Regions from separate parts of the Mus musculus genome. Here region 2 is linked to region 1. The links are chromatin contacts, called in public Micro-C maps. All regions are on one chromosome and are shown on one strand. The core of a region is the stretch at or near the end of the contact, and the rest is flanking DNA. Distances in the headings are between cores, read along the strand shown.

The links. A called contact is a pair of places that touch in the nucleus more often than the background predicts.
Region 2: a contact with region 1 is called in a Micro-C map of embryonic stem cells, with 30 times the contacts expected there. The contact joins the promoter of Prrx1 here to the promoter of Lhx4 in region 1. A contact is called at or near these places in 4 of 484 Hi-C or Micro-C datasets (all in embryonic stem cells) and 1 of 9 other capture datasets (embryonic stem cells).

Annotation. Positions count from the first base shown.
Region 1 is chr1:155,740,245-155,744,661 of GRCm38.p6, forward strand. Lhx4 (LIM homeobox protein 4) reads right to left here and starts at 1,783. Exons shown (of 6, transcript NM_010712.2): 1 at 1,558-1,783. The coding sequence starts at 1,633.
Region 2 is chr1:163,311,449-163,315,865 of GRCm38.p6, forward strand. It overlaps Prrx1 (paired related homeobox 1), which reads right to left and starts at 2,202. Exons shown (of 4, transcript NM_011127.2): 1 at 947-2,202. The coding sequence starts at 1,187.

The DNA.
Region 1 (4,417 bases), core at 533-3,032:
AATACAGGTACTTAAGGAGGATTGAGTCAGACCCCCACATCCTTTATCCATTCACAGACCGCCCTTATGAGTGCAGCATAGCTACAAGTAGTTTAAGAACGTGGGTACCTTAGAAAGGGTTTGCTTTTCTGTTTGTTTAGGAGATGAGAATCAACAAGCTGTTGGAAGCAATTACCAACACTGCTTACAGAATACGCTGACAGTCAATTCTCCAAGGCGCAGCGAACTTTGCAACTGTTCGCCAACAGGCGACACAAGAACTGTAGGCTACAGCGGAGGAACAATCTAAAACAGGCTCAAATGAAGCTATCTCTTCCATTTTTCTCTCAAAAACTTTACAATAAATCTCAAGACATTGGCTGGACAGCCCGCCCTGAGATTTGTGTTACAGAACCCCTGCGATGGAGAGGCAGGGCGCAGGAGGGCGCGCTGCTGCGCCGGGGATCGTAGGTAGTCTCCATCCCTGGGTGAGCCTGCTCTTACTTACAATAAACTCCTACCGCATCACTAAAGCAGTCGTAAGCGGAAGTGTAGTCTCTTGGCAAGCCCATCGAGGGAACCCTTCATCTCTCTAGGGTACCCAGGGGCACCTAGCCCAGTGCAGCCGTTTGTAAACCCAGACTTAACCAGGAGCCCGCAAGCGCGCGCTAAGCCTGAGAACCTGTTCGGGTCTCTGCACAGATTGCTTCTATCTGTTCAGGAGTCGGAAACACAGACAGATTCCCACCCGGAAAATCTCTGCCGTGTGTGCACATCCGTACAAACCAGAAACCTGGGGTGAGAGACCTGCCGTAACTAATTGCAGGCTCTGGAAGAAATTGAGAGAGCTAGCAAAGTGCCCACACGTCTGAGTCTCTCTCCCTCTTCCAGCCCCGCGCCACTAAGATTGCCTACCCTCGCCTAAGCAAAGGCTGCACGCACAACTTCGTTCCAGAGCTTCTCGCCGCTGCATTCCTCGGCTAGCTGGAATGTGGCGAGTGCATTCGCTCACCCGGAGCAGTCTGCTGGCGGCAACACAGGCGGCGGGTGCCCCGGGCAGCAGTGACTGGGGACTCAATCAAGTGCTCGAACTGCCGAAACCAAGAGTGTGACAGGGGGCTTCTGTACAGCCCTGCGACCCGGGACGCGCTCTCCAACTTCCCGCCAGCTGGGGTAAAGTTGTACCAGCGGTTCTGCGAGCTTTGGCCATTGCCGCGAAAGGTAATCAATTGGGGGACCACTTTTGCCCTCGGGCCTGGCCTGTAGCTGGAAACCTCTGTTGTCCCCAAACAGCATCCTCCCTAGGGTTCTCATAAAAGCGACGGCCCAAAGATGCTACTTTCTATACCCTTGGGCCCTCCACGAACAGTATCCCGGAATCTTTCGAATTCGATCCCAAATTGCCAAGAGTCAAGCCCTTCAAACACTGACTGGTAGTACCCCAGCTCTGTGACCGCCTCTGCACCCCGACCCCTCCCGGTCAGTGCCTTGAACGGCGCGTCCGGCCTCCCCGCACCCGCTGAGGCTGTTAGCTGTCTTGTTATCAAATTAAATTAGCGAGAAAGGAGGGTGTCTTACGTTGCATCGGCACACCGAGCATCTCCGGGAGCCCCTTGACAGCCCCCTCCGCGGGGACAGCCGCGCTCTGCATCATCTTGGAGCCAGAGGCAGCAAGTCGCAGTCTACCGAGATCTCTCGCTCTCTCCCTCTGGCTGGATTCGGAAATTTGAAAATAATAATAATAAAACCAACCAGGCCGCTGAAGTCACAGAGGAAACCGAGCCCTCCGCGTCTCCGGGAGGACTCCACAAGCTGGCTGGCCCCCTCCCCCGCCAGTCCTCAGGCTGTTTCAAATCCCTTTGATCTCGCTCTCCCGGGCTGGTGCACATCCCGGGTTGAGGAGACACTGTTGCTGCAGCTCTGGCTCCCCCCCTTCCCTTCCCCGCCCTCCTCTCCCCCTCCCCCTCCACCCTTCGCGTGCCGGCTGCCCTGGAGGCCGCGGTCACCCAGGCATTTTGATTCATTCACACTGCAGGAGCGGCCGTGACGTCGCTTTCCGCAGGGAAGCCCGCCCTCCAGCTAGTGCTGCCAACCGGGCAGCCCGCTGCAGACCCCCGGCTAGCCAGAGTAGGGGGCGAGAAGTAGGGGGGGTTCGGTAGCCCCGAATCTGGTCGGAGGTGCGGGAGGGCGGGGCCGCCTGATAGGGGGCGGGGCCTGCAGCCCCTCCCCCACCCTGCCGTGCGGGCTCGCGCCCCGGTATAAATACTGCGGCGGGCTGGGCCGCGGCAGCAGGTGGTCCCGGAGCGCAGGGACCACGCAGAGCTGGTTTCTGCCAGCTTTGGGGATTCCCCGCTCGCCCCCAGCATCGGTCCTCTAGGATCAAGGAGGGGGCGCGGTGGGCCAGGACCCAGCGGACCCTGGGTTGGCGCTCCGAGTTCAGAGCTTCTCCAGCCCACGGAGCGTGTTCTGTAACTGGATGATTCCATCCATCCTCCACTTGTTTTTTTTTTTTTTTTCCTGGCCAGTTCCTTTCCGGCCGGTACTAACCAGACCCTACTCTCTCTCCCCCGCGTCTGGCTGAGGCAGGGCCAGGGACAGCTCGTACTCGGCCGGGAACGCGCGAGTCACGCAGTGGGCCGCCACGGAGCCGGATGGAGGCAGGCGGCCTGGGCCGCGCACGAAGGTGGCCGGGCGCGGGTCTTCGTGCGCGCCCACACTCGCCTCGGCCTTCCGCCACAGTCGGCACTCTCACCACCCGAGGTCCAGTCCTAGTCCCACGCCTCCCAGCCGCCCGCCCTCCCAACTGGGTCTCCAGCCGGCGTCCACCCAGATCCGCCCTCTCTGGCTCCTGGAGACTGCTCGGCCGAACCGGCTGCCACTGCGGGCACTTTGAACGATCCCTGGCCGCGTGTGTACTGGGCGGAGGCGTGCACCGGGCCCCCGGGGCTGACCAGCAAAGGGCGTGCATTGCTGTTGTGTTTAACACACACACAGAGACTCACACACAGACACAAACGCGCGCGTAGAAAACTCATTCTTCCCATTCTCATTCCTGGAGGCAATAAAGCAAAGATCAATGCTGGGACGAAGTCGCTAGCACTTTTTCAAACACTCGACGCCTCCTGACCACCGGCTCTAGAAACCTACCGGGTCAGCCCTGGGCCCAGCCACAGCCACCTCGGACACTACCATTCCTAATTTAATTGCCGACTTCAAGTCAGATGGGTCTTTACAACCAAATGGGACCCTGCGCTGAGAAGTTTTGTTTTTGTTTTTACTCCTGGTGTTTTAGGGTTGGTGATGGAGGAGGATGGACAGTAAGAGGGGTGGCTGTGTGTGCTACTTAGGATCTGTGTCCAATGAGGTCACAGCAATTTCTATGGGTCCTAGCACTAACGAGGGTCCTGTCTTGCTGTTTACTGAGCTGTCTACACAAATTGAGAAAATACGGTGGAAATGCTAATTTCATTAGCAACCAAACACACAAGAAAAAAACCAACCAAACAAACCAGTGTAGCCCCAACCGTTTGTTTATTGGTTTGTTCCTACAACCTGGGAGGAAATAGGATTTCAGTTGGTAAGGATGTTTATAAATGGTTCTCTCTCAGGCATTGCTGTTGTCTTTATAAACTCTTAATATCCATTTGGGAAGATATTTGAGGAAATTTATCCAAACCATAAAATTTTCCTATATTTTAGTTCATGTAATTCCATTTTGAGTGTTCAATACACACAAAAGTAACCTAGAATATTTTTTAAAGATTCATGCATGAAGATCTTTATTACAGCACTATAATCTGGAGGGAAGTTTTACCTAAATACCCAACAAAAGAAAGTGGTTTGAAGAAGCATATTAGATTTGCTAGGTATTATCTTAAATAATCACTGACTCGGATTATAAGGTCTAGCAACATAGTAATGCTGTGACAACCAATAAAAATTATTAGCTAATTAGAAAAGCAGGGATAATACCCATTGTTCATTTGGGTGTGAAGAAAACAGGACAATTCATAGTGAGAATATAAATGTCTTCTAAGGGCATTTTGACAATAGTTTGTCTGTTTTATACTACTGGGGAAAGAATTCAAAGCATTGCATCTGCTTGGCAGGTAGGCATGGGCTCTACCATGGAGTTATATCCCTAACTTAGGGTAGGATAGTTTATAGCTTAAAATGTCATTTATATAGCAATGTATTCAAAGATCATGAGTAAGAATGTTACAAAGTTACAAGTACTTTTAAAAAGAAAATAACATAGAGGCTGAGAGTGTGCTCATTTGTAGAAAGTAGAAGACCCAGGAGGAGTGATTTCAAGGGGAAGAAAAAAAAAAGAAAGAAAGAAAGGAGAGGAAGGATAAAGTAAGATGAAGAGAGAGACAAACCAGGGAGAGAGCTAGCTATTCAACAGAATGGAGCAAAAAGTCCATTTTTTTTTTTT
Region 2 (4,417 bases), core at 952-3,451, 7.6 Mb after region 1:
GCCCAGGTGACAAGTGTGTTATATACTAAGAGACCACGATATACACTTGCAGTCAGTCTTTTTGTAAAGGTGAAGTTAATAACTGAGATGTGACTAAGGCTGGGGAAGGCAGCTTGTTCATAGACTTTTCTGGAGGTCTAGGGGCCAACAGGCCGTGCTGCACAGGAACTTGGGCCTGCAACCCGCGATTCCCCTATGCAAATATGGTGTTAGACCAAGCCAGGCAGTCTCTGGATTTTGCTTCTAACGAAAATTCTCCTAGCTTCATCAAGGTTTAACTTAATAGGTGGGTTTTTAGCTCTATCTTAAACAAGGTAGAGATGACAGCAGAGGTCAGAGAGCAAGCCTGGGCGACAAGAATTGTGTGTTCCCGCGCTGCCCTTAGTCTTTTCCAGGCTTGGGTCATATGCACAGAGGGTATGCGACCTTAGTCCTGTCTTCCAGGTTCCTCTGAGCACAGTGCTTTCCCTTCAACCCCAGGGAAGACGCGCTCCCAAGCCTGCCCTGCATCTTTGTTCCCTGTTTTCTCTAACCGAGGTGGCTGTGTAGCCTGCGCTCTGGCCGGACCGGACCGCTCCTACCCTGGCGTGGACGCCCCGCCTGCCTGCGGGATTTCTGACCGCCGCTCCGCCCGAACTGGAGATGCAGCCCTGGCGGCTGGAGACAGTGGTGGCCGCAGAATCCCTGCATGGGATCCCCTGGCCTCCCAGCGTCCCTGGGCCTCCGGGTCTCTCTCCAGCGCCCGCTTGGCTTACAGCATTGGGGGAGCCCTCTTTTTCTCATCGGTCTTTCTGCGATCAGCAACCAGCCACTTTTCCCAGGACTCCTAACTTCTTAACGCCTTGTCTCCCCGAAACCGAAGCCTGGAACACGCTCCCGCCGCCCTCCCCGGGCCTCCACCCTGTGTCCCCAGCGCACACTCCCCGGAGCACGCGCCCTCACTCACTGTCCTGCTGAGGGGTGTCGCTGCCACTGGTCAGTCCCGGTGACTCCAGCAGGCTCCGGCCCGCCTCGCCCACACTTTCGTCTGCTTGTGCCGCCACCATGTCCCCGGCCTCCTCCAGGTCTAGCAGGTGACTGACGGAGAAGTTCTTTTTCGCCTGCAGGGTGTCGAGGTTGCCCGGGCTGTCCAAGCGGCCGCCCAGCGCCGGTTGCCGCTCCAGAACGTGCCCGTAGCTGGAGGTCATGGTCTCCCCTCCAATCCCACCCACCCCCCTCTTCCCGCTCGAATCAACACCAAACGCTGTGGGCGTGAGGGGGGAGAGGAGCCGAGTGGGGAAGAAAGAGGGGGGAGTGGAGAGAGAGAGAGAGAGAGAGAGAGAGAGAGAGAGAGAGAGAGAAACAGAGGGTGGGACCCCTTCTGAAGTGTAGAACTTTCGGGACAAGTAACTTTCCCTGCAGCCTCGGTTACTTCGCTAAAGCCAAGTCCAGCGCGGTCCAGAGAGATAATCCACACCAAAAAGTTCAAAAATAAAAACAAAACAAACAACCTATGCTTAGATCAAAAAGAAAAAAAATATCCCTTTCAACTCTTAAAAAGCGTCCACTCGCAGACACTAAAAATAATAATAAGGGGGAGCGAGGAAAGGGGAGGCCAGCGGGGCGGGGGAGTTAGGCAAACAGAAGAGAGAAGAAGGGGTGGAGAGAAGAATCAAAGTGGCTTTAAAAAAATTAGAGAAAGAGGTTAAAAAAAGTTATTCCCCCGGCAAGAGTTCAAGCGCCAACAGAAGAAGGCTTGTTCCAGCTTTAAAATGTCTTCAAGAAAGCGCGTTCCCCCTCTCTGCACTCCTGTGGATTCTCGGGAGTGACTAGAATTTCAGGAGAGTGATGTCTTGCAGATGTATTAGAGAGCAGGATTCTCACTTTACTCTTCGTAAGGAGGAAAAAAAAATAAGAAATAAAGAAGCGGGGCTTCAAGAGTCTGCAGAAGGGTGGCGGTCCCCCTTCCCTCCGCTCTCTCCCCCTTCTCCGTGCGGAGCTCCTTTTCCCTTCTCAGTTGGATCAAGAAGCTCTCTGGCACTTCAAAAGGCACAGGCTGGCATGGAGAGGAGGCTTTGTAGGGAATACAAGAAAATTGGAGACCCCTGGGAGGGCAGATCTCCACTTAATAGGAGCCTGTAATTACGTGGCAAAGCCTTTGTGCGGCGCCTGACGTTTTACAGACCCCCTTTCTCCATCACAATCTCCTACCTCCTTTTCCTCGGACCGAAAAAACAGTCTGATTAAGAAAACCCCTTTGCCAACATCAGAGCCAGAGAGAAAGGGAGAGGGAGGGAGCAAGAGAGGAGGAGGGAGGGAGGAAGGAGGGAGGGAGGGAAAAGGGAGGGAAGCTAAGGAGAGAGCCCCTTTGGATTTTTAAAATAAAGGTCTAATTATCATTCCCTTGCAGTAGTATCACAGAGAGAAAAGTGCCCGAAACCCGCAGTCACTTTAAAACGGGGCTGATTATTTTGTTTCAGCATTAACTCCTCCGGATTTGTTTGAGATCCTCTTGGAATATCTCATTTGCATGTTTTGATAACAGCTGAGGGCAAACTTGTTAGGAAAAGAAAAAAGAAAAAGGAACAGGGAAAAGATGCACATCTATAACAGTCAAATCTGCGGCTGCACCGCCCCCCAGTAACTTTTCCTGCAGCTTTGTTTTGGCGGAGAGCGCAGGGAGAGTCTGAGACTGAACGGCAAAAAAGAGCAAGCCTATTAAAGCTCGTTTGGCTCTGTAGAGACAGCCTATTAAATAATGTAATAAAATAACAAGAGCGATAATAACGGGAGGCTCTCTACGATCTAAAGACGGCTTGGGCAGATCCAGAAGTCTTCAGCTTCGAATGGATTCGAGACTTTCGCTGCCACCAGAAATCCCCAGGCTTCAGACAGTAGAAAATTTACATATTCATTAAACCAGAAGAAAGTCCGTCCTGATAATTCCCCTACCTTTGCCAATGTTCTAATTTCTTGCTCGTAGCCGAGGCTGCCCCAGATCAGAGCAGACAGGAACACTGGGGCTGAAGAAGTTGGGGGGAGCAGGAGGAGCTGGGGGTGGGGTGGGCTCTGTGCTAATCTGTATCCAGTTCGGTGAGGCCCTGGCAAACACAGAGACTGAGGAAGGTCGAAGTCTATGACCAGGCTTGACAGAGGGCAGAGCGGTGCTGGACGGTGTTTTCATGACCTGTTGGAATCTGGTAACAGCTTTAATAGTCTCATTAGGAATGAGTTACTATATGGCCAGTAAGTAAAATAGTATGTGCTTATTTGTGGCGTTTTATGTTCTTTAAACACACACATACATACGTTTCCCCTCGCTCCCCTGATTGCTAGATTTCCCCTTCTCCTGTAGCTATGAGATTGAATTGAAAAGAAGGAAGGGTCCCAGTGTGTATAAATGGTTTCTGTGCTCCAAACGGCCATAGTTAGCCCAGAACTTCCAGCCCTGATCTGGGAAAAGAACATTTGATGCCATCAAAGGGCTGTAGATTGAAACCAGATGTGCGCGCCTCGGTTCTTTCCATGCATTTAATTAAGGAGCCAGGATGGAGGAGACTTTTTCATCATTAGTCCACCCGCCGCCCCCTCCTTTTTCCACCCCTCGCCTCGCTCCAGCCACTCGTGCCGTGCCCCCGACCGGCAGCCCCCAGCCCCGCCAAAGTGCTCTGGTCGCCCCTGCTCGGCAGCTCAGGCTCTGAGCCGCGAAGGTTTGTCTGCCGGAGGGCATCTAAGCCAGAAGAGCTGGTTCTTGCGCTGGGGACTTGCCCGTGGGTGGGCCAGACAGAGTGGGGACTTGAGTATCCTGAGGTGCTTTCGGAGATGCCAACGGTGAGACTCCTAGAGCCTAAAGTGCCTGGAGTGGAAGCGACTCGATGGTCAGGTTAAAGTGGCATATTTCCACCGGTGTCTCTGGAACTCTCTGCTCCCTTAGGGGAAAGGAGACACCCTTTCTCTCTTCCTAAGGCCAGACAGCATCAGTCTCTCCCATATCTTCTCAGACTGGAGGCTCATGCGCTCCATCTTTACTTACACAGATGGATTCCTTTTTCTTTCAGACGTGAGGATTGCCATTTGTGACCAAATCCTGAGTAAAAGATCAGGACTTCTAGCACCCTAGATATTGCCTCCAAGAAGTATCCTTGTTTCTGTTTGCAGCCAGTATGGTTGATACTCCAGAAGACTGTCAAGGAAAAGAGATCAGAGACCATCCCCAGAAATATCATTAAGTGCCTTTCCTTGCATTCCGCCTTTTCTCCAGGAAGCAGGCACATTTTGAAAAACCGCAGCTGGTTACCCATGTTCCTATCAACCAATTGCTACAGTATCAACCTGGGTATTAATGGTTTCTATGGGAACATTTAGATACATTTCTAACATCTGTGTAGCAAATTTGTTTAGATAATAACAAATATAGCATCTAGCATATATAGAAAAT